Regions from separate parts of the Mus musculus genome. Here all the other regions are linked to region 1. A link is a contact called in public Hi-C, capture Hi-C and promoter capture Hi-C data. All regions are on one chromosome and are shown on one strand. Each heading gives the region's core, a stretch centred on a gene start, on an enhancer-like site or on the middle of the called end of the contact. The rest is flanking DNA. Distances are from core to core; before and after follow the strand shown. Region 1 holds the start of Neurod2 (neurogenic differentiation 2). Region 2 holds the start of Hoxb13 (homeobox B13). Region 3 holds the start of Hoxb8 (homeobox B8). Region 4 holds the start of Hoxb5 (homeobox B5). Region 5 holds the start of Plekhh3 (pleckstrin homology domain containing, family H (with MyTH4 domain) member 3).

The links. Promoter capture Hi-C pulls out the DNA fragments that hold promoters and counts their contacts. Hi-C and Micro-C count contacts between places; a contact is called where the count stands out from the background. Capture Hi-C pulls out chosen DNA fragments and counts their contacts.
Region 2: a contact with region 1 is called in a Hi-C map of embryonic stem cells, with 3 times the contacts expected there. The contact joins the promoter of Hoxb13 here to the promoter of Neurod2 in region 1. A contact is called at or near these places in 2 of 39 promoter capture datasets (cranial neural crest and liver), 3 of 484 Hi-C or Micro-C datasets (embryonic stem cells and epiblasts) and 3 of 115 datasets of contacts at active chromatin or transcription factors (embryonic hindbrain, embryonic midbrain and neural tube).
Region 3: a promoter capture Hi-C map of embryonic stem cells shows a contact between it and region 1. The contact joins the promoter of Hoxb8 here to the promoter of Neurod2 in region 1. A contact is called at or near these places in 6 of 39 promoter capture datasets (cranial neural crest, embryonic stem cells, maxillary cranial neural crest and 1 more), 2 of 484 Hi-C or Micro-C datasets (both in embryonic stem cells), 2 of 115 datasets of contacts at active chromatin or transcription factors (embryonic hindbrain and embryonic midbrain) and 1 of 9 other capture datasets (embryonic stem cells).
Region 4: a capture Hi-C map of embryonic stem cells shows a contact between it and region 1, with 12 times the contacts expected there. The contact joins the promoter of Hoxb5 here to the promoter of Neurod2 in region 1. A contact is called at or near these places in 6 of 39 promoter capture datasets (cranial neural crest, embryonic stem cells, maxillary cranial neural crest and 1 more) and 1 of 9 other capture datasets (embryonic stem cells).
Region 5: a promoter capture Hi-C map of embryonic stem cells shows a contact between it and region 1, with 9 times the contacts expected there. The contact joins the promoter of Plekhh3 here to the promoter of Neurod2 in region 1. A contact is called at or near these places in 3 of 39 promoter capture datasets (cranial neural crest, embryonic stem cells and second pharyngeal arch cranial neural crest).

The regions. Positions count from the first base shown.
Region 1 is chr11:98,327,908-98,332,468 of GRCm38.p6, forward strand. Neurod2 (neurogenic differentiation 2) reads right to left here and starts at 1,738. Exons shown (of 2, transcript NM_010895.3): 1 at 1,527-1,738; 2 at 1-434. The coding sequence starts at 429.
Region 2 is chr11:96,191,371-96,196,375 of GRCm38.p6, forward strand. Hoxb13 (homeobox B13) reads left to right here and starts at 2,946. Exons shown (of 2, transcript NM_008267.4): 1 at 2,946-3,676; 2 at 4,603-5,005. The coding sequence starts at 3,073. The coding sequence ends at 4,859.
Region 3 is chr11:96,279,084-96,283,416 of GRCm38.p6, forward strand. Hoxb8 (homeobox B8) reads left to right here and starts at 2,822. Exons shown (of 2, transcript NM_010461.2): 1 at 2,822-4,303. The coding sequence starts at 3,880.
Region 4 is chr11:96,301,357-96,306,250 of GRCm38.p6, forward strand. It overlaps Hoxb5 (homeobox B5), which reads left to right and starts at 2,156. Exons shown (of 2, transcript NM_008268.2): 1 at 2,156-2,819; 2 at 3,534-4,765. The coding sequence starts at 2,258. The coding sequence ends at 3,781. All of the region lies in intron 1 of Hoxb5os (homeobox B5 and homeobox B6, opposite strand), which reads right to left. It overlaps Hoxb6 (homeobox B6), which reads left to right. Exons shown (of 2, transcript NM_008269.2): 2 at 1-213.
Region 5 is chr11:101,168,900-101,173,409 of GRCm38.p6, forward strand. Plekhh3 (pleckstrin homology domain containing, family H (with MyTH4 domain) member 3) reads right to left here and starts at 2,473. Exons shown (of 13, transcript NM_001346769.1): 1 at 1,826-2,473. The coding sequence starts at 1,987. It overlaps Ccr10 (chemokine (C-C motif) receptor 10), which reads right to left. Exons shown (of 2, transcript NM_007721.4): 2 at 4,099-4,510.

The sequences.
Region 1 (4,561 bases), core at 488-2,987:
GTCCAGAGCCGCGTTCAGGTCGTGCATGCGGTTGCGCTCCCGCGCGTTGGCCTTCTGTCGCCGCAGCTTGGAGCGCTCCAGACGCGCCTTGGTCATCTTGCGTTTCTTCGGCCCGCGCTTCTTGGGCCGCTCGCCTTCCGCCTCGTCCAGTCCTTCCTCCTCCTCCTCTTCCTCCTCCTCCTCGCCGCCCAGCTCTCCTTCCTCCTTGACCTCAGCCAACGTGGGTTCAGGGATCTCTTCTCCTCCACGAAGAGACACTGGCTTGGCGGCCCGGGCGGGTCCTGGAGCCCCCGACCCGGGAGCAGGAGGAGGCTGCGGCGGCGCGTCGCCCTTGTCGCTCCTCGGCTCGTCGTCGTCGCCGTCGCCCCAGCTGGCGAACTTGGGCACGTCCGAGAGGAGGCCGGGCTCGCTGAACAGGCGGGTCAGCATGGTGCCTGAGGGCGCCCCGGGGGCGGGGAGACAGACAGCACAGAGTGAGGGGCGCGCCGGGGTCACCACGACCCCCCAACCCGCCTCCACCCCCCAAGTCTCCGTGAGCGCCCCAGCTCAGGGGCCCCCGATGCCCACTACGTCCTGCTGCCCCGCCCAGAGCCGGCCCAGCCCTGCCCGGCTGCCAGTGGGGGACCGCGGCCCAGGCCCTTGCCCGAGATCCGGGCTCCTGCTCCGCCCCTGGCCCGGAAGGAAGCTGCTCTCGGCCGGTGTCGGGGTCCCAGAGAGCTTGACCAGGTGGGGGGTTAAGGGACCAGGTCCATCTTCCCGGGGAGGCGGTGCTCTCGCCCGAAAGCCAGCTCTCTCCCGGTGACGGAGAGAAGCTGGGCGGCCGCCGTGGGGACGCTGCCCCGGTTCCTCCTCTCCACGGTCCGGCCCCTCGGCCTGGCTCCCCAAGCCCTCCGGTGCCTCTCACCCCCAAGCTCCCTAATCCAATTTGCAAGTTGGCCGCGCGCCGCCCCCGGCCGGGCCCCCACCCCCGCAGCCCCAATTCTAGACACCGGAGCACCGTCTCCTCTCTAGCTGCTGCTTACGGGTCTCCCGGAGCGGGCTCCGGGTGCGGGGACTGAAGAAGCCGGGCGTGGGGAGGAGACCCAAAAGCGAACCCTGTTCGTCTCCCTTGCGGTCAGGGACCCTCTTCCCCTCTTCAAACTCCCTCCCTCCCACACGTCTCTACAGATCTCGTTGTATTTTGAGATCCTTGGGGAAAAATCCAAATTTATTTGTTTGCTTATCTTTTTTGGTGGTGGGAAAAGGTCACAGGTTCCTTCGGGACAGTCATGGGGGGGGTCCCATCTTCGCTTCTTCGAGTGCCTCATGACCCTTCCCCCTCAGCCCATCCTAGGCATACCATCTCCTTCCGCAGCCCCTTAAGCTGCGGCCCCAATGGGAGAGAGAACACGGGGCGCCCCCGCTGCCCATCCCGTAAGGGGGTAGGGTCCCAGGAATAGGAGAACTGGGGGGGACTTCCATGTCCGAAGCAGCGCCCCCCCACCACTAATAGCAGGTCAGATCTAGCTCCCTCTCGGACAACTTACCTCAGAGAGGAGTCAAGGGGAGAGGGGAGGGGAGGGGGGAGGGGGCAAGAGAGAGAGGGGGGAGAAGAGGAATCTTCTCGCTTATTTCATTGTTCCCCCATCTTCAGGGAGCGGGGGCAGCGGTTCCTCAAGGCGGCGGGCGCCGGCGTCTTCAGAGCGCCATGCGAGCCGCGGAGCGAGTGTGGCATCTCTACCAGGCGGGGTACCAGCCTCTATGCCAGGCCATATGGGCTTGGCACGTCACGGGCAGCAGCTATCACATGAGAGACGGTGATTGGCATGCGTCTGCATTGGGGGAGAGCCGGCTCCCCCGGGACCCGCCGCCATCTGTCACTCTCTACTCCAAAAAAAAAAAAAAAAATTAAATAAATAAAGGAAATAAATAAATATCTCTGCCGCCCTCCCCTCCCCGCCCAACGCAGGAAAAGCAGAGATTGAGAGGGAGGTGGGAGGATTTGCCCCCCTCAGATATAGAACCCCCCACATGGGAACAATGGGGTGGCAAGTCTGGGAATTGGCGGTTTGTGGTTGCCAGGCCAATTCAGGGCTCTCTCCAGGGTCTTGATCTGTCCATTTCCCTGTCTCCAGGTCCCTAAGGTGGGTCAGGACCAGACCCTGGGGTGTGGAGAAGGGACCTCGGTGCTTACTGCCGCTCCCCAAGAGAATCCCCTCCACCACAAAGGGACAGCTGAGGCTCCTTCCAGGGTGGGTGTGGGGGGCATCCCTGGCCCAAGCCCCATAGGTAGATGCTGGCACCATGCCATTCCTCATCCCTGTCTGCCCCTCCCCCACCCACCCTCACGCACACACAACATATGTGGCTGAACAAAATTCAAACCAAGGGAAAGACAGAGAAAGGGAAAGATTTGCCTCCCTGGGTGTCTGTGCCTCTGCATGGGCGTGTTGTGCGTGCGCACGCGAGTGCTCATGTGTGTGTGTGTGTGTGTGTGTGTGTGTGTGTCTGTGGGGACATGTGTGTCTATCTGTGTAGTCATCACACAGGAGATCTTTCCTTGGGTGTCAAGGGCAAATGTATGGTGGGGTGGGGTGGGGAGGGATTTGGAGATGAGCTATGTGTCCCTATCTGGGTTAAGGTGGGCACAGATCTGGATTCCTAACCCAGAAGCCCTCTTCCTCCTCTTCCTCCTCCTTCTTGAGTCACTGAGGCCTTACCACCCCTGATCCTTGCCAGGTAGGCCATCCACCAATGCCTCTCTTTTGGCCTTCTGATTTGGTTAGCTGAAGGAAAGGGTATGACTGGTTGCAGGCCGCTTAGAGTTTTTAGACAGGACCCAGCACTCTTCCTCTCTGCAGAAAATACAAAAGCCACAGAGGCTGACCCCATCAGTCACAGGAGAGGCCAGAGAGGAGAAGACCAGACAGGTGTCTTGCTGAGGGAGGTAGGAAATGGATGCTTTATTTTACAGTTCCCCTTGCAAGGTTCCTATCCTGCCAGACACAGATGCAAATGGTACAGGTTAAAGGGAGGAGCTTCCGACACACCCACCTTCCCACCAGTTCCTCACTCTGTGGTGGAGAAAATGGAAACACACCCCTGTTCAGAGTTAACCTGTGTGAGAGACAAGTACTTGCAGTCAGGGGTAGAGACCCTTGACCACACTGGACTCAGGCAGGTGCTGTCTTCAGGCCCAAATTTCTTGTCTCTCCCTTGACCTACCTGTGCACACCCAACAACCTTGGCTCACATATTCAGATGCCAGCCAGCCACATAGCAAGCACAGAACCACACAGACAAAAGGAAGACCGCACCACATCCCTTAGTCCAAGTGGATGCCCTCTGGTCTTACCTGGAGAACCCTTCTCAAGGGAGTCTTGGGCTGATAAGACAAGAATTCGACGTTCAGAATGAACAAGGTGCTCCACAGAGACACATGCTGGCTTGAAAGGCCTTGAGAAAGTCGGTATGAAGCTTGGACACTTGGAGGTCAGGGGCTGAAAGAAGGTCCAAAGGCCAGGCACTTCCTCTTCCTTCCACAGAGGCAGTGCAGGGAAATGGATATAGCTAGGTACCCAGGGGGAGGAGGAGGGGAGCAAGCTGAGACTAGAACCCAGGACCCCTTCACCAACCCAGTTGCCTTGGTGGTCACCAAGGACAAGAAGACCTTTATAGGCTCTGCAACTAGGAAGTCAGAGCCCATCTAAGTCACATAGCCTGACACTGTGGATGGAATCTTGGCAGAGGCAAAAGCAAAACCAGGGGCACTACTGGGTTGGGGGCTGGCTTGCCAGGACACTTCCAGTTTGGGGTATAATTTCAAGGGCGTTCATGACTCTGTCTCCTCTAGCCCCTGGGCTGTGAGGTGTTTTGAACACACACACACACACACACACACACACACACACACACACACTCACAGCGCGCGCGCACACACACACACACACACACACACACACACATGCATGCACACACTCACGTGCATAATATGAGTTCTGATTCTTGGTCTACTCTGTTCACCTGGTTTTCATCTTGTTTTGTTTTTGAAATGGGGTCTCACTAAGTATTCTTGGCTATCTTGGAAATCACTATGTAGACCAGAGTGGCACCTGAACTCACTTTTGCCTTCAGAGTGCTGGGATTAAAGACATGCACTACCACATTGTAAAAGACAATGCTGAATTCTAGACTGGGGATTTAGCTCCAAGGTAGGGTGCTTGCCTCAAGAGCCCAAAGCCCTGGGTTTGAATCCCAGCACAAACAAAGGAACTTTGAGATAGTCTTCTCAGCCTTGGTTTCCCTATCTATAAGTGGTAGTCTGCTTGCTTTATAGGGCTGCTTGCTGGTTGACACTAAGTAGCATGATAGGTTAATGAGTTTAGCATAGGGCCAATAATAAAACACTCTCCCAATACATACCAGCTTTTATTTATTTATTTTAAAGATTTGTTTGTTTAATGTATGAGTGCTCTATTTGCATGTGCACCTACATGCCAGAAGGGGGCATCAGAACCCAGGATAGATGGTTGGGAGTCACTATCTGGTTGCTGGGAATTGAACTCAGGACTTCTGGAAGAAC
Region 2 (5,005 bases), core at 1,696-4,195, 2.1 Mb before region 1:
AGGCATACGGGGTCTTAACAAATTGAATACCCCCACATAACCAGCGTCCACGTGGAGATAACATTTCTAGGGCCTTAGAAAGTCTCTTTATTACCTCTCTCTCTCTCTTTTTTTTTTTTTTTTGGCTCGTTTCTATTTTGAATCCCGTTGAGATATGGGGCAAGTCACACAACAGAGGAACTCGCATATATGAACATGCAAAGGTAACAGGAGCCTAGTTCAAATGCTAATAAACCTAATACCTAGACCTGTTCCCTGGGATAGAATACCCAAAGCTCTTGAACTATATAGACATGGAAATCATAAAGACGTAGTCTTTTATATCTGGCTTCTTTCACCAGTGTCATTTGCTGGGTTTTAATCCCCATGTTTCATTCCAGCCTGATTTCCTTTGCCTATCCCACTCTCGCTAGAATCTGACTTGCTTCCAGTTTTGAATATCTATGGCTAGTGCTTCGGCAAACCTAGTGCATGACACCACAATTACTCTTTTTTTTTCTTCCTTTCTAAAAGTGGGAACCAGCGGGGACATGGTTCATTGGTAGAATATTTATCTAGCACGTGTGATGCTCTGGGTTCAATTCTGAGTTCTGAGAGGAAAGAGAGAAAGAAAAGACTAAGTTGTTTCTATCATGCCAGCAGCTCTTGGGAGGGAGATGCAGGAAGATCAGAATTTCAGAGATACCTTCAGCTACAAAGGGAGCTTGAGGCCAGTGTGTGGCATAAAATGCTGTGAGAATTTGCATGTCATATATCCCAGGGGCCATGCAAATCTTCTGGATATCTATGCAGTTTCAGTAATCTAAAAAAGAAAGTGTTAGAACATACCCCACGATGGATGTAAAAATTTCCCTTATACCCAGAAGTGTTGTTTTGTCAAATGATTTTGATTTTTTTTTTAAAAAAGTAAAGGCCACTCATGCTGTATCAGCATTAATAAACTTACACACATCTTTCCTCCCCACCAAAGACAGGGTTTCTCTGTGCAGCCCTGGCTGTCCTGAAACTCTGTCTGTAGAGCAAGCTAGGTCTGAAAAGGCCTGCCTCTGCCTCCCTGGTGCTGGAATCAAAGGTGAATGCCACTGTATCTCTACATCCCAGCATACAGGCATCTGTGTCTACAGAAACCTAAGAACTGGGAAGTTCGAAATCTTTAGGGGGGAAATCCTGGTGTTTCTGCCCTTCATGATTGGGTGAACAACAACCTGGATTGGGCTTTGGGAAGCAGTGAACAGACACCTTCCTCTTTTTTCCTTTCTCTATGTTTTCAAATGTGATAAAAATCAGAGGGGATGTTTGTGCTTCATGTCAGTTATTAACAATGTCTGTTGGGAGTGATACACAGTATACTACAGGCCTCCATTCTGGCTTTCATAGGCCCTTTCCCACAAAGTGACTCAAGTTCAAGTTTAGGCTTTGGCTGAGCCGGACTCAGCTCAAGGGGTTCGATTCTTTATTACAAACAAACTCTTGATGTAGAATAGAAAAGTTCAAATTTTCTGCCGGGGTGAGGGGAAACCTGAGAGAAAACTAGAAGACACAAAGGGATTTCATGTGAAAGTGATACAGGAAAGAAACAAAAAACAAAAAACAAACCAACTTTAAGGGCAGATTTGTGAAACAAGCCATTTGAATCTACAGCACAATAGGCCCCAACAGAGGGCCTCGGACAATTCTAGCAGTTGGGGTAGTTCACTCTCTCTCTCCTCCTCTTTAACTTCCAAGGAAATTTAAAGAGGCAGCTAGGGGGTCCTGAGCTTTCTAGTCCCTCAGTCCTGTGGAAGTGTGCTGGGGCCAGGGTTCGGTTCCTGGACTTTCCGGCCTAGAGAGCGGCACCAAAGAGCAGAAAGGCCCCCACACAGACCAAGCTCCTGCAATCTTGGGACCCAGGATCCCCACAGGTGGGGATGGCCACGAAACCAGCCTTGGCTCCCCCAGACTGCAGATTCCAGAAAAAGGGATACAATCTTGACCCCCCCTTCCCATTTGTGATGTTTCAACCTCTCCCTCTCTCCCTCTCCCTTTTTTCCTCTCTTCCTTTCTCCTCCCTCTCTGCCTACCCCCCCCCCCCCCGCCAGCCTTCCTTTTCCACACCGAGTCTATTCCTTCAAGTAAAGCCCCTGTACGCCTGTGTCTCTTGGTCTCTTTCTCCACCCTTAAACGGAAATCCAGACCCCCTTCCCAGACATTGGCTCTATTTCCCCTTCAGATCCGGACACTGCGTTCCCTGAGCCAAGCACTGCACGTTTTCAACGTTCCTTCGTGTCCCCCGCCCCTTGGCTCCGCCTCATCCCCATTGGGGCCTCCGGGCTTTCAGTGTTGTGACTAGGCAGGGTCCTTGGGGGACAGACCTGGAAGGCACTTGCCTGGGCGCAGTGTATTAGGGACAGAAAGGATATCTACAATGAGCTACGGTGGCTAGTACCCAGCCTCCAAGCACAGAGCTCCCTGACGCCTACAGTTCTCATTCCCATCTCAGAAGCATTCCCGGGTTCTCCTTTGAGGCAGCCCGAAGTGGCCTCCCAGCCCTTCCCCCGACTCCCCTCATCCCCAGGAGATGGACACTTTATTGGGAGAGCTTTTTATTCTCTCGTTAAACCTGCCAAAGCGCAGAAGACTGGGAGCCAGGAAGAGAGAGAGAGAGAGAGAGAGAGAGAGAGAGCGCAGGCAGAGACCCGAGACAGCAGGCAGAAGCAGAGACACATATAGAGACAGAGACACAGAACACATACAGATAAAGACAGAGACACACATACAAAAAGAAAAAGAGACAGGCGGAGAGGAAGAGAAGGGAAGAGAGGAGGCGGAGCCGGGCTCCCCGTCCCTTCTCCCCCTGCAATTTCTGCGGGAGGATTTTATGAGCCTCTCTCCCCCAGGCCACAGCCAATCAGCGCTCATGCCCGGGCTCTTGCGTCTCTTGCGTCAAGACGGCCCAGCCAGGCGAATGCAGGCGCCGTTCGAGCTGGGAGCGATTTAAAACGCTTAGGATTCCCTGGGCCTGGGTGGGGAGAGACAGCTTGCTGCCCCCTAGAACCCTCACCCTCGGCTCCCCATGAGCCGATCATTGGCTCCATGGAGCCCGGCAATTATGCCACCTTGGACGGGGCCAAGGATATCGAAGGCTTGCTGGGAGCTGGAGGGGGTCGGAATCTAGTCTCCCACTCCTCCCCACTGGCTAGCCATCCCGCGGCTCCAACGCTGATGCCAACTGTCAACTATGCCCCCCTGGATCTGCCAGGCTCTGCAGAGCCACCAAAGCAGTGCCACCCTTGTCCTGGGGTGCCTCAGGGGGCATCTCCAGCTCCTGTGCCTTATGGCTACTTTGGAGGCGGGTACTACTCTTGCCGAGTATCCAGGAGCTCCCTGAAACCCTGTGCCCAGACGGCCGCCCTGGCTACCTACCCTTCGGAAACTCCTGCACCTGGGGAGGAGTATCCCAGCCGTCCCACCGAGTTTGCCTTCTATCCGGGCTACCCGGGACCATACCAGCCTATGGCCAGTTACCTGGATGTGTCTGTGGTGCAGACCCTGGGAGCCCCCGGAGAGCCTCGCCACGATTCTCTGCTTCCCGTGGACAGTTACCAGCCCTGGGCCCTGGCCGGTGGCTGGAACAGCCAGATGTGTTGCCAAGGTGAACAGAACCCACCAGGTCCATTCTGGAAAGCAGCGTTTGCAGGTAAGTTCTACTCTGGCTCCCCTTGGCTCAGCATGGGCTACGCTGGCACTTGCTGGGAAGGAGGAAGAGGAGAGGAAGGGAAACTTCGGGCTGATGAGGAGGGGCCTAGGGTTCCTGGGTTATTTACTAGGACTGTGAGGGAGGGTCCAGGCAACAAGAGGGCCTCAGAGGGTCAGAATAAGGGGCCTCAGCAGGGTGCTAGCCTTCCTGACTTCTCCAGGAGGCTCTAGGACCAGTCTTTGAATATGTCGGGAGAACCTTGGATCTCTGCTGTTGATTGGGGGCAAAGAGTCCCTACCCAGCACAATCCCAGACTAATTCTGCCCAAAGGCCAAATGACATAATCCAGTGGTCTCGAGAGTGGCATTGAGAGGTGGGATCGGAGATATTGGGTGTTTCCTCGAGAATATAACCCTTTCCTTTTTTTAGGTCAATTTCGAAAGGAAAATTTAGGTTTTCTTTGACTGAGGGTGTATTGAAGGGTGTGTTCGTGAGTGTGCGTGTAAGTGTGTGTGCATGGTGTTTGTGTGTGTATGTGTGTGTTGGGTAGGGAACAGAACCCTGTTTTCTCATGTACATAATTTGCCAGTTTGGAGGAGTGGCTGAATCCGAACACGCATGTGAAAGTGGATTGTGTGATTGTGGACAAAAACCTGACAGGGTGGGTGTGTTTGCAGACTCCTGGTGTGAGGTCAGTGATGGTGGGGGTGGCCAGTAGGAGCAGAGGCTGAGTGAGTGGCTATCAGAGAATCAGGCAGAATCTAGGGCTGTGTGCTTTGAGGGAGCCGGGCCCACACATAGGATGATCAGGAAGCGCCTGCAGGATGACGTAGCCCTGAGGCGTGCAGGGCCTGGGTCTGCGCTTGATCTTGCGCTAGAGAGGGGACTAAGATGCCTTTTCTTCCCTCTCTTTTTCCACCACACAGAGCCCAGTGTCCAGCACCCTCCTCCCGACGGCTGTGCCTTCCGCCGAGGCCGCAAAAAACGCATTCCCTATAGCAAGGGGCAGTTGCGGGAGTTGGAGCGGGAGTATGCAGCCAACAAGTTTATCACTAAGGACAAGAGGCGCAAGATCTCGGCAGCCACCAGCCTCTCTGAACGCCAGATTACCATCTGGTTTCAGAACCGCCGGGTCAAGGAGAAGAAGGTTCTTGCCAAGGTCAAGACCAGCACTACCCCGTGAGCACCAGAGGGGATGGGCAGGGGAAGAGGGCTTGTCCTGGAGAACTGGGAGCCTGCCAGGGCCAGGACTGGCAGAGGACTCGGCTGAGGGACCCCAAGAGATGACACCTTTAGCAGGCTTCTGAGTTCTGGACTGTTCCTCGGGGC
Region 3 (4,333 bases), core at 1,572-4,071, 2.0 Mb before region 1:
ATAGAAAAAAAAAATAGGGTTTGTTATGGCTCTTTCCCCTACTGTATATATTTCAATTATAACAGAGTTCCTTTCTCTCTTCAAATGGTTCATTTTCTGAATTTCTCACAGTAAGAAAGCTGTTTGCCAGTTGCTGTGTTTGATGGGGCGAGAAATGCGTGGGAACCGGAGATAATGTTAATAATAAAAATATAGAAATAATAGGCACAAATCAAGGAGGCGAATTGATTTGAAAAACTGAGATTTTCCTGCAGTGGGGGCGAGGGAGGAATAAAGTGCAGGACAATGGGTCAGGTGAGACTGGTGAGCCTGCAGGTCTTTTGAAGAGGAAGCTACCCCAGGCGGGCTGCCCACACCTGCTGAAGAGAGAATCCGGACGTGCCAATCTGGGAGATTTCCAAATTTGGGAGAAATGGGGACCTGGCTTTGGTGAAGATTCGGTGGTGCTCCAAGTCAGAGGGGCCACTGCCCCAGGGCGCCGACTCCAGAGCCTTTACATGTGTGCAGGTCTAGGCTGGCCGAGTGCCTGGTCATCAAGGCTCGGACAGACTCTCCCTAGGGGTGCGGAATGCAGGATGCGGGATGCGGGATGTGGGATGCAGGATGCGGGAAGGCTTCAGAATCTCCTCGGAAGGCTCAGTCAAAACCCTGCGCATTTTTCCTAACAGCAGTAGAGGCAGACATGGCGACGGGGAGCAGTCTCTGGCTTTTCCACGCTTCCGGACTCCCAGGTGAGAGCTGCGGCTTCCTCGGGCGCGCCCAGGCTATGCCCTTGGCGTCCTTACTCTGGCAAACCTCGGGGAAGCCAGTCCTTCTGGGACGGAGCAGCTGGAAGCCTGGACCCAGGCACTTTTCCGTTCTGAGGTTGTCCCTCTGACTGCCTACAACCCCTTTGGCTGGTTCCCAATCTTCACTTTCCTCTCAGTCCAGCCTGAACCTGCCTCCAACCTGAGCCTCCAAAAATGACCCCAGAACCCCGTGTGGCTTCTTCTCTTTCCGCAGGACCAGGTGTAAAGAGGCCAGCGGAGTGTCTTCTCAACTTGAGTTTCTCCAATAAATCTGCCCTCCGTTGGGTGTTTATAACTGATCTCCGAGCTCTTTCTTGTTTTTTTTTTTCTTTCTTATAATAGAAACATTTTCCTTCCATCAGAAATTTCTGGCACGGTGTAGGGATGATTTAGAACAAGCCATTGAATTTCTATCCCACCAGTGAGTCCTCAAATCATGACCATAAAATCCCCCGCACTTGATAAAAATGTTCACTTCAGCAACAACTTGACACTGCTTTAGCTTGCCTCACCGACCTCTCATCCGTGTGGAAAAACAAAACCCCACAGCTTGCTTCAGTTTCCCTCTCTCTGGCCCCCTCCTTTTCTCTCTCCTTTCTATATACACTGTACTTCAGAAGGCCGAGTGAAACCCTTAGTGCAGCTTCTTTGGAAACGTGGTTTCATTTTTACAAAGATTCTGGCTCATGGAACCCCTCAAAAAAAAAAAAAAAAAAAAAAAAAAAAAAAAAAAAGAAGCACCTTAGAGAACGGGCAGTAGATTTAATTTATTTGTAAAATTGACTCTGCCTTTGTTCTAGGACGTTTCTTTCTCCTTCTCTCTGTCTTTCCAGTCAGTTCCCTCAGGAGACCATTGGTTCTGCCTGCCACCCTAAGGTTTGACCCCCCCCACCAGCCATGTGCCAGGTACACAGAGGAGGGCCTGGGCTTGGAGTGGGGCAGCCAGTCATTTCTGGATTTGAGGCCTCAGATCTTCAGGTGCTGGAGGTCCAACTAAAGGCACCCCAACAAGAGAAGAGGGGAAATGGAGACCTTGGTGGCCTTGTTTTTTTCCACTCCAAGGTTAGTGCAGGTGGTCAAATGGCTATGGGGACATATACCAATAACAGGTGCCTTTTAAACCCACACCTTTGTGTTGGGCACGGGAGAGCATAAGACAGCAGTAACCAAGGCCTTGGTACCCAGCCTTAGTCTCCACTACCCTTACCTCTTTTGCTGTGTGGATGAAGAGGTCACTATCTATACCTGGAAGGCTTGTGTGTAGAAGGAATGGGTGGTTGGCCCCAGAAAGCTGGGTGTCAGTGGGGCTTGGTTTCTGAATGCCAAGGCCCGGGGCACAGGTTTACAGCCACACGAGATATCATCCTTTGATATCACTGGACCTTTCCCTCTAAAGTGGCCAAAGCACCTCCAGAAGACCCCCCCCTTTCTCTTGCAGCTCCCCCCAACCACCAGCAGGTAAAGCTCCTGTAAATGGCAGAATTGGCAGCCGCCTGCAGAACTTTGTTCCACCTTAGCACTGCCCATTAACCAGAAAGTTTCTTCTTCCTCTCTCAGGCCCTCTCAGACTCCCTTTCCACAGAAAATCTCGCGTGTTTGCTTAATGAGGGAAAGTTATGTGCGTGACCTAGGTGAGGACAGATCTCGGGGTGGTTTGGGGTCTCATAAGAGCCAGTGGGGTCAGGTGTGTCTGCAAGGGAGAAAATCTCGGGGAAAGTCACCGTTTGTGCCGAAAGGGAAAAAAAAATCCACAGCAACCCATAATCGGTCTCATTTCAGCTAAGTCACCCCCACCGTGCTTCAGTCGGGCGGCGGGGGCGATCGAAGCTGCAGTTTTATAGCTGTAGAGGAAAGAACTCGTAAAATGCTAACAGCTTTTATGCGCTGCAGCATAAACAACAACAGACTCCGGCTTTATTGCGTTTTATAGTTTGTTAAAGAGTTTACAGCCGTTTTTTTGGGGGCTGGTTACCCAGCCAATTCCCTCCACACGATAGTTAAACCTTTATCAATAATAAGGAAATTGATCATTAAAGCTTTAAATATGACTACCTCGTTTGTTTGAAAATATGTTTAGGAGAGGAAGCTGTATGATTTGATAACTTGTATTAAAATACCAATTACATTTATAGGACCTTTTAAAACTCGGTGCAATTAAACCGTGTTCTTTTACATTTTTCCGAAGCGACCCTGACATTTAGAAAGACTCCAATTGCCTCGTTAAAATCGCGAAATTAACAGCGTGCCTACGCCAGGCTCAGCGTTGTGGATGTGTGTGTATGGTGTTTTTCCGTGACTCCCCCACATCAGTCTTTGGGGGTGGTCTGCGAAGGTATTTGATTTGTTGTGAGGCAAGAGATATCTCATTAATGTAGGTAGTTAAACAGATTTAATCCGTATTCGTTCTCTCTCTCTCCCCCCTCCCTCTCCCCCCCTCTCCCCCTCTTTCTCCCTGGGTGTTTTTTTCTCTTCCCCTCCTTTTTTTCTGCCCTCTCCTCACTCCCTGGCGCTCTCTCGCTCTAGCTCTCTCTCGCACTCGCTCTCTCTCGCTCTCACCCTCGCTCTGCGTTCTGTCCGGGAGGAGTACCCAGAAGCCAATAGGATGCGGGGTCTCTAATGGATGCAAATGATGGTGAAAAGACGGGGCAAAATATGAAACAACTCATTTGGAGGGAAGTAAATCACCGAAAACTGTTTATGAACTGGCATCCCTTCTTCGAAATGTAAAGCGAGGACCTCTTTAAGTGGCGGTATATTTTTGTTTGGGGGGTGGGGGGTGGGGGGAGGGCGAGCGAGCCGCGGCTGCCATGCAGGCTTAGACTTTTGCAGGCTTCGCTCTTCTATTCCTGGAAATCACAAAAAGTGTGGCGGCTTTGAGATCTTCTTCGTCTTTTCTTTCTTTTCCTTCCTTCCTTCTTTTTTTTCCCCTCCTCCCTTTTCCTCTCCTTTCCTGGCGAGGGTGACTAGGAGCCGGCGAATCCGCGTTTTTTTTTCTCTCTCTCTCCCTCCCTTTTCCCCCTCCCCACCCCCTCCCCAACAGCCCCCAACTACAGCCTGCGCCGCCGCCGCCGCCGCCTCAAAATTCAATAAAATGAGCTCTTATTTCGTCAACTCACTGTTCTCCAAATACAAAACCGGGGAGTCCCTGCGCCCCAATTATTATGACTGCGGCTTCGCCCAGGACCTGGGCGGCCGACCCACCGTGGTGTACGGTCCCAGCAGCGGCGGCAGCTTCCAGCACCCTTCGCAAATCCAGGAGTTCTACCACGGGCCATCGTCGCTGTCCACAGCTCCCTACCAGCAGAACCCGTGCGCCGTGGCGTGCCACGGCGACCCCGGCAACTTCTACGGCTACGACCCTCTGCAGCGCCAGAGCCTGTTCGGTGCGCAGGATCCAGACCTGGTGCAGTACGCAGACTGCAAGCTCGCGGCAGCCAGCGGCCTGGGCGAGGAGGCCGAGGGGTCTGAGCAGAGCCCGTCGCCCACACAGCTCTTTCCCTGGATGCGCCCTCAAGGTGAGCTCCCGTCCGACCTGGACCTGACAG
Region 4 (4,894 bases), core at 906-3,405, 2.0 Mb before region 1:
CCCTCCCCAAAGCCACTGGAAGGAGCACATACTACCTAGAAGGAAGAAGAGGAGCCTCAGAAGAAAACAAAGTTCTATTTTATTAATTTTCTATGTGTTGTGTTTGTAGTCTTGTCTTAGCTCCGGACGTGAAATACTTCGGTAATAATATTAATATTATTAATAATGATTATGATGATGATGATAATAATAATAAAGATGTGAAAACTCGCAGCTCAGTCACATCCAATCTTTCCCTGTCATCTCCCCCATAGCCCCCAGCCACCCTGTCACCCCTGAGCCTGAACAGCAAAGGCAAGAGCCATGGTCTGCCCCAGGGCCTTCCCAGCCTCCAGCCTCAATTCGGAAGTTACAGTTGAGATAAAAGCAAGGAGCCAAAAGCAGAGGCCAGGGATCGGTCCTCCCAGGCCCCAGCGTTGGTTGTGTCTCTCTGATGCTAAATTCACAATTGCCTCTCCCATTCAGACACGAGATGGAGAAAGCCTTTTTCCCTCTTGTTCTCTAAGCTTGCCTCGGTTGTGAGACTCTGGAGGGATGCCACTTGAGGCCTCCTTGCCCAGAGCTCTGGAGAGACGGAGCTGGGCGGGTCTAGGCGCTCTGCAGTGTTTTTTTCTGTCCTCTTCGAGCCAAGGGCCCTGGCCTTTGGCCCGCCCACATGGCTGTCTCTGCCGGCCTTGGCCCTCGGATCCCCGGCCTATTGCTCCGGAGACTGAAAAATGAGGCCACTGGGCATCTCTCCACAACTCGTCTACAGGCTCCAGGGTGCCTCTTCTCATATTAAGTAGGAGCTCGGTGGCCAGGAAGAGAATGGGAAGCCGGCAGCAGAAGGCTGCAAGGGCCCGACTTTATCTTGCTCTTTGGAGACCCGAGGGCAGGGGTCCAGGTGATGGCGCCTTTAGTCTCACCTTCTCAACCCAAAATGGCTCATTTTCTCTTTACTGCCACCCACACCCGAGCAGCAAGCTTCAGGCCCCGTTTTCTTTTCTTCCTTCTCCCTCTCCCCCCTCCTTTTTTTATTTTTAAAGAAAATAGCCGTCTGGCAGAAGGGGCCCAGCTGCGGAGATCTCTGGCCGCCCAGCGAGCTCAGCAAGGGGCCGCCGGTCTTCCGAACACCTTCCCAGGGAAGGCGGTAAGGCCATGAGCAAATTCTCCAATTATTGGCCACCAGCAACACAAGGCTTTGGATTTGGTCTCTGAATGAGATAGCTGGCATCTGGCGAGCTTGTTAAAGGGGATCTGTTTAAACCCCAAACTCCCGCAGAAGAGTTACCACCAAACCTTAACCGCTCAGACGGTTGTCTCTCTAGTCTTTGGCCGACCGACCATCTTTCTCTTCTAGGGTCCCTGTTTACCTCGGTTCCTAGGCCTAGGCTAAGGATGAGAGGTCAGAAGGAAAAATCCAAACTTCCCAGGGGCCCAGGAGAACGAAGAGCTTCCCTGCCTTTTCCAGCCTCCCTCCAGCCTAGTCCTGCGGCTCTCTCTCGTGTTGTGGACCCGCCGCTGAAGCCTAGCCAAGAAGCAGACCTGGCTGAGCTAACAAAATTCTTATAATTGTTTTTCACACACAACTTATAATCCTTCCCCCCATTTCCTTACCCAAGTTGGGGACTGGCAAAGCCTAAGGAGGGAAGATCAAGCAACTTCATTTTGATTATATTACCCAGAGTTAAAATAATAATGGTGATGATAATGTCAGAGAGGCCACAAATAGAGGGGATAGCCGCACCCTAACGAAGTAGGCAAAAGACTCAAATCCATCTTCCTAAAGGTTCAAGCCTGTGAGTGAGCTGCGGGCCGGGTTTCTTTCTTGGCTTGGCGGTTGCACAGAGCCAGCAAAGAGGTTGCCGAAGCCGCCATGGCGGCCTGCGGCCCGCGCTCCCGTCAATCGCCGGGAGGTGGCGCGCTCTGCTCAGAGGCCAACGTCAACCTTCTCCCTGTTTTTCCCCCTTCTCACTTTCTCCCCCCCTCTCGGAGGCTCGCATTGAATCGGCCCTAACGATTCTCCGATCGTCATTATTTGTAACCATAGAGCATGAATTACCTCTTGAGGTCATCAGTGAGAATTTACGACTGGTCAACAAAAGCACGTGATTCCCTAACGCCCCCCCATCCCCCTTCTAACCCCCCCCATATTTGGCCGCATACATAGCAAAACGAAGTACAGTGCATCGCTATAATTCATTAATACATCATAAATCGTGAAGCACAGGGTTATAACGACCACGATCCACAAATCAAGCCCTCCAAAATCACCCAAATGAGCTCGTACTTTGTAAACTCCTTCTCGGGGCGTTATCCAAATGGCCCGGACTATCAGTTGCTAAATTATGGCAGTGGCAGCTCTCTGAGCGGCTCTTACAGGGATCCCGCTGCCATGCACACCGGCTCTTACGGCTACAATTACAATGGGATGGATCTCAGCGTCAACCGCTCCTCGGCCTCCTCCAGCCACTTTGGGGCGGTGGGCGAGAGCTCGCGCGCCTTCCCCGCGTCCGCCCAGGAACCCCGCTTCAGGCAGGCGACGTCCAGCTGCTCCCTGTCCTCGCCCGAGTCCCTGCCCTGCACTAACGGCGACAGCCACGGCGCCAAGCCCTCTGCTTCGTCCCCTTCCGACCAGGCGACCCCAGCCAGCTCCAGCGCCAATTTCACCGAAATAGACGAGGCCAGCGCGTCCTCTGAGCCCGAGGAAGCGGCGAGCCAGCTAAGCAGCCCCAGCTTGGCTCGAGCACAGCCAGAGCCCATGGCCACCTCTACGGCCGCGCCCGAGGGGCAGACTCCACAGATATTCCCCTGGATGAGGAAGCTTCACATCAGCCACGGTAATTCTCCATCTCTTTTTTGTCCTCTCCGCATTCCTGCCCTGTGTTGGGGGTGGGGGCGAGCAAAGCTTGGCTTTGCCTCAAATATAGATCCCTTTTTTCTTTTCTTTTTTTCTTTTTCTTTCTTTCTTTTTTTTTGCCATCAAGAGGGAAAAGTGTCAGAAAGGGTCCCCACAGCTCCATAGATAGAGCCAAACAGTGTTGTTTTCTGGGCGTAGGCATTTAAAAAAAAAAAAAAAAGGCCAGTTTGTTGCCACGTTCAGCTTAGGTTTTGTTTACCTAGCCAGTCACCGGCTTTAGGATGAAAGATGGGATTTGTGTATTGTGAGGAAGGGTCCTGATTATTACAGAAATTTTGAGACTGCTGCTAGCAAAGGGGGAATGGGCTATAAACGGAGCTTTCTAGGGCAAAAGTGCAGTGGCTCTCTTCCCTCCCGGGCGAGCTGCCGCCTGAACCCAGCCTAGGGTGAGGCACTGGGAAGGAGCCAGAGACAAAGCCGGGAGCATTCACTACCATCAGAAGTGGGGGCTGCTGGAGAAGGGGGGGTATGAAGAAATAGAGGCTGGATGCAGGCATCTGGGGTGAGGAGGATGGGAGCTGCGGTGAGCTGGGTGCTGGGGACGCCTGGGTCCTGCTCCCCGCCCCCTCCCACTCAGTGCCCCCTCCTTTAACCGGAATAACGTTGCCTCGGGGCTCTCCTCTAACTGCTCTAGATATGACTGGGCCAGACGGAAAAAGGGCCCGGACCGCCTATACTCGCTACCAGACCCTGGAGCTGGAAAAGGAATTCCACTTCAATCGCTACCTGACCCGGCGGCGACGTATCGAGATCGCCCACGCGCTTTGCCTGTCCGAGCGTCAGATCAAAATCTGGTTCCAGAACCGTCGCATGAAGTGGAAGAAAGACAACAAACTGAAAAGTATGAGTCTGGCTACAGCCGGCAGCGCCTTCCAACCTTGAGCCCATCCGGAGGAGCCCTGGGCGGCCCGAGAGCCCGCACCAACCCCAGCTCGACCCTTCCAATCTTCCCTGCACTGCCGCTGCCCGCTGGGGACCAGTTCCCACGAGCCTGTCACACCCCAGTCCTGTGTTACAATTTTTCGTTTGGTCTTAGGTCTTCCCATGGCTCCCTCTCTCCTGGACTGGTTATCTTGTTATTATTGTTAATAATAATTATTATTATTATTTCCCCCTCCGTGCTCCCCACTTCTCTTGGCTCGCCCCCCCCCAAGTTGCCAGTGTTTCTGAATGTCCTCGTGTCTGTGGTTGCGCTCCTTTCCCCAGGAAAAAGAAAAGAAAAAGAAATTCGCATGTTTAATGTGACTTCCCCTCCCCGTCTGTGTTCTAACTTATTTATAAAAGGATGATGGCTGTATTTTGAGTTTCTGCTGGAAACTTCCATAAGGGGCAGCAGTTGAGGTTGGGTAGTGCTGGGCCCAGCTGAGCTGGCCTGGGAAATGGAGCCCACTGTCTGTGTCTCTTTTCTCCCACCTCATCCTTCTTCAGCCCCACCCAGCCCCCACTCCCTAGGCTCAGGTAGCTTGTTCCTTGGGGTGGGAAGGGAGCTAGGGAAGGGTCAAAGTGTGGACATTGAGAAGAGGAGAGGAAAGGAGCAAGAGCTGAACTCCTGCTGCCTGGTAGGCCCCACAAGGCCTAGTCTGGAAGCGTATGGAATCAGAAATAATCCTCAGTGTAAAATGTCTTGTGATTTTTCTCTGTGAATCCGTGGGTCTGGCTAGAAGGCCCAATGCTGTAAATATGGGGATAGTCTGGGTCAGGCCAATCACTTCCTCTCTCACCCATTTCGCTTCCAAGACCATTTGTAGTGAGCGGGTGGATGCTGTGCTACGTGTGAAATCTGTCTTTGCCAGGCCTGTCTCAGTGATTAGCTTTTGGTATGTCTGTAGCTTTCCTTGAAGTTGAATAAATGTTTCCCCCACTCCAGTGCCCTCTACTTGTCTTTTCTCAGAGGGTCTGACTCTTTCACCATCCAGCACAACCTGGTCTAAGACCATCTTCAATAAATCTAGGGCATAGGGAAGCCCACCAGAAATCCCTCAAAGCCACCTCACT
Region 5 (4,510 bases), core at 1,223-3,722, 2.8 Mb after region 1:
CAAGCTCTAGACTTATATCCATTAACCCCTTGAAAATGCAACCGTGGGGGTGGGGGTGGGCTGGGAGTCAGGAAACCTGGGTTCCACTGATAGAGGCTGGACCACTTAGCACCTGCCATACCTTGCAAAAGTCCCCTCCCATCTCTGGGGCATAGTTTCTCCATTTTTCAAACTGGAGATGTGATGAAGTACCTTCTACCCATGGAAGCCTCTTCAATTTTTTTCCTTTACACCCTCCCCCGACTTCCTTGCTCAGAACCTCCAGGGAAGAAGAAGATGGGCTCTCAGGGAAAGAGCAGGACCCAAGACTGGGCAAGGGTGGTTTACAGGGTTGACTGAAGGGGAAGAGGGACTCTTTTATAGAAGATGTTCTCTAAGAGCTTTGTGTGTTACTCTGCAAATGTCCCGGAGGAAATGGACACACTACCCCCTTGCCGGGGCTCAGGAGGACAAGAGGCTGCTAAGCGCATACTCTTCAGACCAAGGGTGGTTTGGAATTTTGCCCTTCTCATACACAAACCCCTGCTTAGGAACTTCAATTGTAACCTGGGGTCTGAGGTTGGTCAAAATCAACCCGGAGCCAAGCTAGCTAGACAGGAACTGTGCCATGGTCCCATTGCGCCCAGGCTGCTAAAGCCAGGAGGAGGGTTGGGGGAGGAGGACCAGGGACACCTGTCCCTGAGCTCCTAGGAGGGGGTGGAGGTGGGGCACGAGGGAGGCCATGGCCTATCTGACAGGGATCCTATCCATGCGGGAAACTTGGGGACTCCCAGGTCCCACTCTTTCCCTGGGAGCCTACCCGTTTCTTTTCTGGAGGTTCTGAGTGGGGCTATCCACCCCTCTACCAGAGGGCAGGTACTGATCCCACCCCACCCCACCCCCCACAACTCCCCTAATCTCAGTCCCTTGCTTCCCTCCTCCTCCCCTCTATATTTATCTGCCCTCTGCCTCGCCAGGTGCTGGCGCCTGCACTGGCTGCGGTGCCGCCCGCCCCACCCAGGAATGGAGCCACCGGACTTGCTGGGGACCCCTGAGCGGGGTTGGGGGGAAATGGGAGCTGGACCCAGGCCACAGCACACAGAAGCCTGGTTGCCTCTGGTGGGTAAGGACGTGAGAGAGGTCTCCTCGAAAGATGGAGGTCTTACACACCAACTGTGCCTGAGTGTCTCTCTCCCAAAGGAGATTTGATTAAAAAAAATTTTCAGCCACCAAGTCACCCTCACCCATTCCCTCTGGTTTCCCAGGAACCTCACCAGAGAAGGCAGAGAGTTCTGTCTTAAGTGGCGGAATAATGAGAAGTCCTCAAAGGGCCATCGTCCCGAGCCTTTTCTTTGTGGGGTCCCTGATGCAGACCCCAATTCTAGGATGTCTTTTTGCCCTCGCCCAGGATACTGCGGTGGGAGCTCCCGCATCTGGCCCCAGTGCTCTTGAACTGAGAGCAGAGCGAACCCAGGCGTTCCAGCCGCCCAGCCGGCCTCGCCACATTCCTTGGCTCTGGCGGAGGCGGAAGGAGACGGGATGGGACGCGGGCCCGGCAGGGAAGGGAGAGGCAGGGCCAGGTTGGGCCACGCGTGACGCCTCCTCTGCCTCAGGGCCCCCAGCAGGTGGACAGCGCCTTGTGTGCAGCGCGAAGCCCACAGGCGCATCCCTAGTAGGGCTACTTGCCCCTGGAGCTCCCGGGGCTCTGGCCCTCAGACAAGAATCTCCCCCACATTTGCAGTTGGCCAAGAGGACTGCGTTTGGCCCAAGTATGGAGCAGGCTCAGGCGTGACGGCCGGTTGTAGTGAGAAAGATTGAACTCGGTTCTAAATCCCTGTAGACTTACCCTCCCGCCGCCCGCTGGACTCGGGGTCCTTAGCTCAAAGGTCTCGTCGTCCTCGTCTTCGTCCCCGTCCCCGCTAAGCTCGCCGTCCCCGTAGTCCCGGTGCAGAAGAGTGAAGCCTCGACGGCAGCAGAGAAGCCACCACAATCCCCCGGGGAGAGGCATCCGGGCGAGCAGCCTGGGAATGGGGGCGCAGGCAGTGTTGCCTGAGCAGCAGGGAATCTGAGAAACTGGAGGTACTCCGACCCGAACTGGGTAGAGAAGAGGTGTGACGAGAGGAAAGAAGGGGGCCGGAAGGAGGCAGTGTCCAGCGCTGAGGTGCAAAAGGACTATCACCAGAGCCCGCTGGGGGCTCGCTGTCTGGGCCCGGGCAGAGGAGGGGGGAGATAGCGTCCAGGGCCGGGGGAAGGGAGCCGGGAGCAATGTCCGGAGCTGGGAAGTAGTGTTCGTTGTAGTGTCCAGCTCTGTAGGAGCAGTGTCTGGTGCAGCAATCGTGGTGGGCGGTTGTCCAAGCTCCAAGGAGGGTGGTGTCCGGTAGGGCGTCCGGTGGCCGGGGCCCGGGCGGCGCGCGCTGCGCTCCCTGCAGCCCCGGGACTGGCGCGTTGGGGGCGCGGGCAGAGTTCCCAGACCCCGCCTCCCTCTCTGCCCCCCCTCCTTCCCTCCGCCTTCCCTGTTCTTTTTCTCCTCCCTTCTTCACAGGGTAGGGTCTACGTTGCGTCACAGCCTCCTCTGCCCAATCATTGTTCCTGGCGCCGGTCAGGGAGACCAATCCCAAGCTTGAAACCGCGGCGGGTTGCATCATGTGTCTCTGGCTGAGTGACAGTAGGGAGGGGCGGGGGGGGGGGGGACTGGGGAGGGAGCTTCTGAGGTCGGACACGGGGTGTCTGTGGCGTCACGTAGGACCGCCTTCGTGCTCTTGTTTTAACTCTTGGCTCACCAAGCAGCAAATTAAAAAACCCTTTTCGAAGGTCTGGAAAAGGAAGGGCATAAAGCTGGAAGGAAGCTAGGCTATTGACCTGTGATTACCTGTCACATCTTGGAATCCCTACAAAGAGCCTTACTACCTTCAAGGCATTCCACACCTGCGTGTGAGAGAGTTAGCTAGCTGCAAAGGCAGCTCCATCCTTGGAGTTAAAAGGGTCCAGATTTAGATCTTAGCCACCTCCACTTTTGAGATGAAAAAGCTGAGAAAGGAACTCCTGGAAGCCTCAGACAAAGATCTGAAATAAAAGTGAATTTACAGGGCATTGAACTGGAATGGGGAGAGTGGTTTGGCATGCTCGGGGATTCTGTGGTTTAAGAAAATCAATAGATCAGAGGCCTCTCAGGGCGACTATGCTGCATTTCTGAACAAGAAGGGGTTAACAAGGGCGCTAAAGAATACAGGGCGGGGTTCGCGCTACAGCTTAGACAGTGGGAGCGCGCACATACTCGAGCGCGTTGCTGACTCAGCGGCGATTCCCGCGGTTACGGGCGGAGGGTTCCAGGTCCGCTCCGGTGGGTAGTGTGCGCCTCTTGGAGGATCTGCGCAGTTTTCGAGCTTCTCCTCGTTTCTGACTCCAAGAGGCCAAATTTTTAAGTCTTTTACACCGCCAGAGGCTCTAGGACACACGACTAGCCGGGCTGGGCTAGGCTAGGCTGGACGAAGTGCAGACTTCAGGCCAACGCCTCCCTAGGGACGCCACGCCCTTTTTGCCCCTAGACTCCAGGCTGGAGCGGTGGTCTGACTTTGCTGACCGAATTCTAAACTGGGAAGAACTGTCTCATTGGAGCACAATCCTGGCAGTTGTGCAAAGCAAGGACCAGAAATCAATGCACCATCTCTAGAAGCCATCCTTATGGTACTTCCAGATTGAAGTGGTGTATGCTGAGATTTCTGAGGGCCAGACCACAACTATAACCTCCCTTCCTCTTCAAGATCCTAGACACTTGCCTGCTGGAGAGTTCTGTCTGATATCTAACCTCCCCTTTCCTGGCAAGCTATGCTCATTTCCTTTGGCTTGATCCCCGAGGGGAAATAATCAGAGTGGGCAAGCGCCCCACACTCTGAGCTCAGGCCCAGTAACACCTCTCGGAAAATTTGCAAATTGCAATCCCCCTCATTCATATATATATATATATATATATATATATATATATATATATATATCCTAGGTAGAAAAGTCCACCTTGACATTTTTCTATTTCTTCTTAGGCAGGATATTGTTATTATTATTGATCTTCCTGTCTCAACCTCTGGAGTGGCTGGGGCTACAGGTATCCAGTCCACACACCATCAGACTCAACTTTTTAATTAGCGTTTTTCTTTGCACAGCAGGACTTTAGAAGGGATCCAAAAACCTACCCCAAACTAGAATCTCTTGCCTCCAGCCTCTACCAGACCCACGCACGTACAGCTGGGGACAGCATCACCCCATACATTTCACACGCTGGGATCTAGGTACTTGCTAAAGCAGCCACTACTGGATAGCGATAGGGTTATTAGAAAGCCCTTTCTTACACTGACTCCCGAGGAGAAACCCCGCCCCTCCTCACCTGGCAGCTTTCCCACCTCACCTCGGTTGGCAGAGACCGAGTGAAGCATAGGGCGTGTCAGTACTCAAAGCTTTAGCCGACTCAGCAACCCCTGTCCCTTCACACCTCCCACTGAGACGCAAGCAGGGGCGTGGGGTGTAACCCACTGTCTTG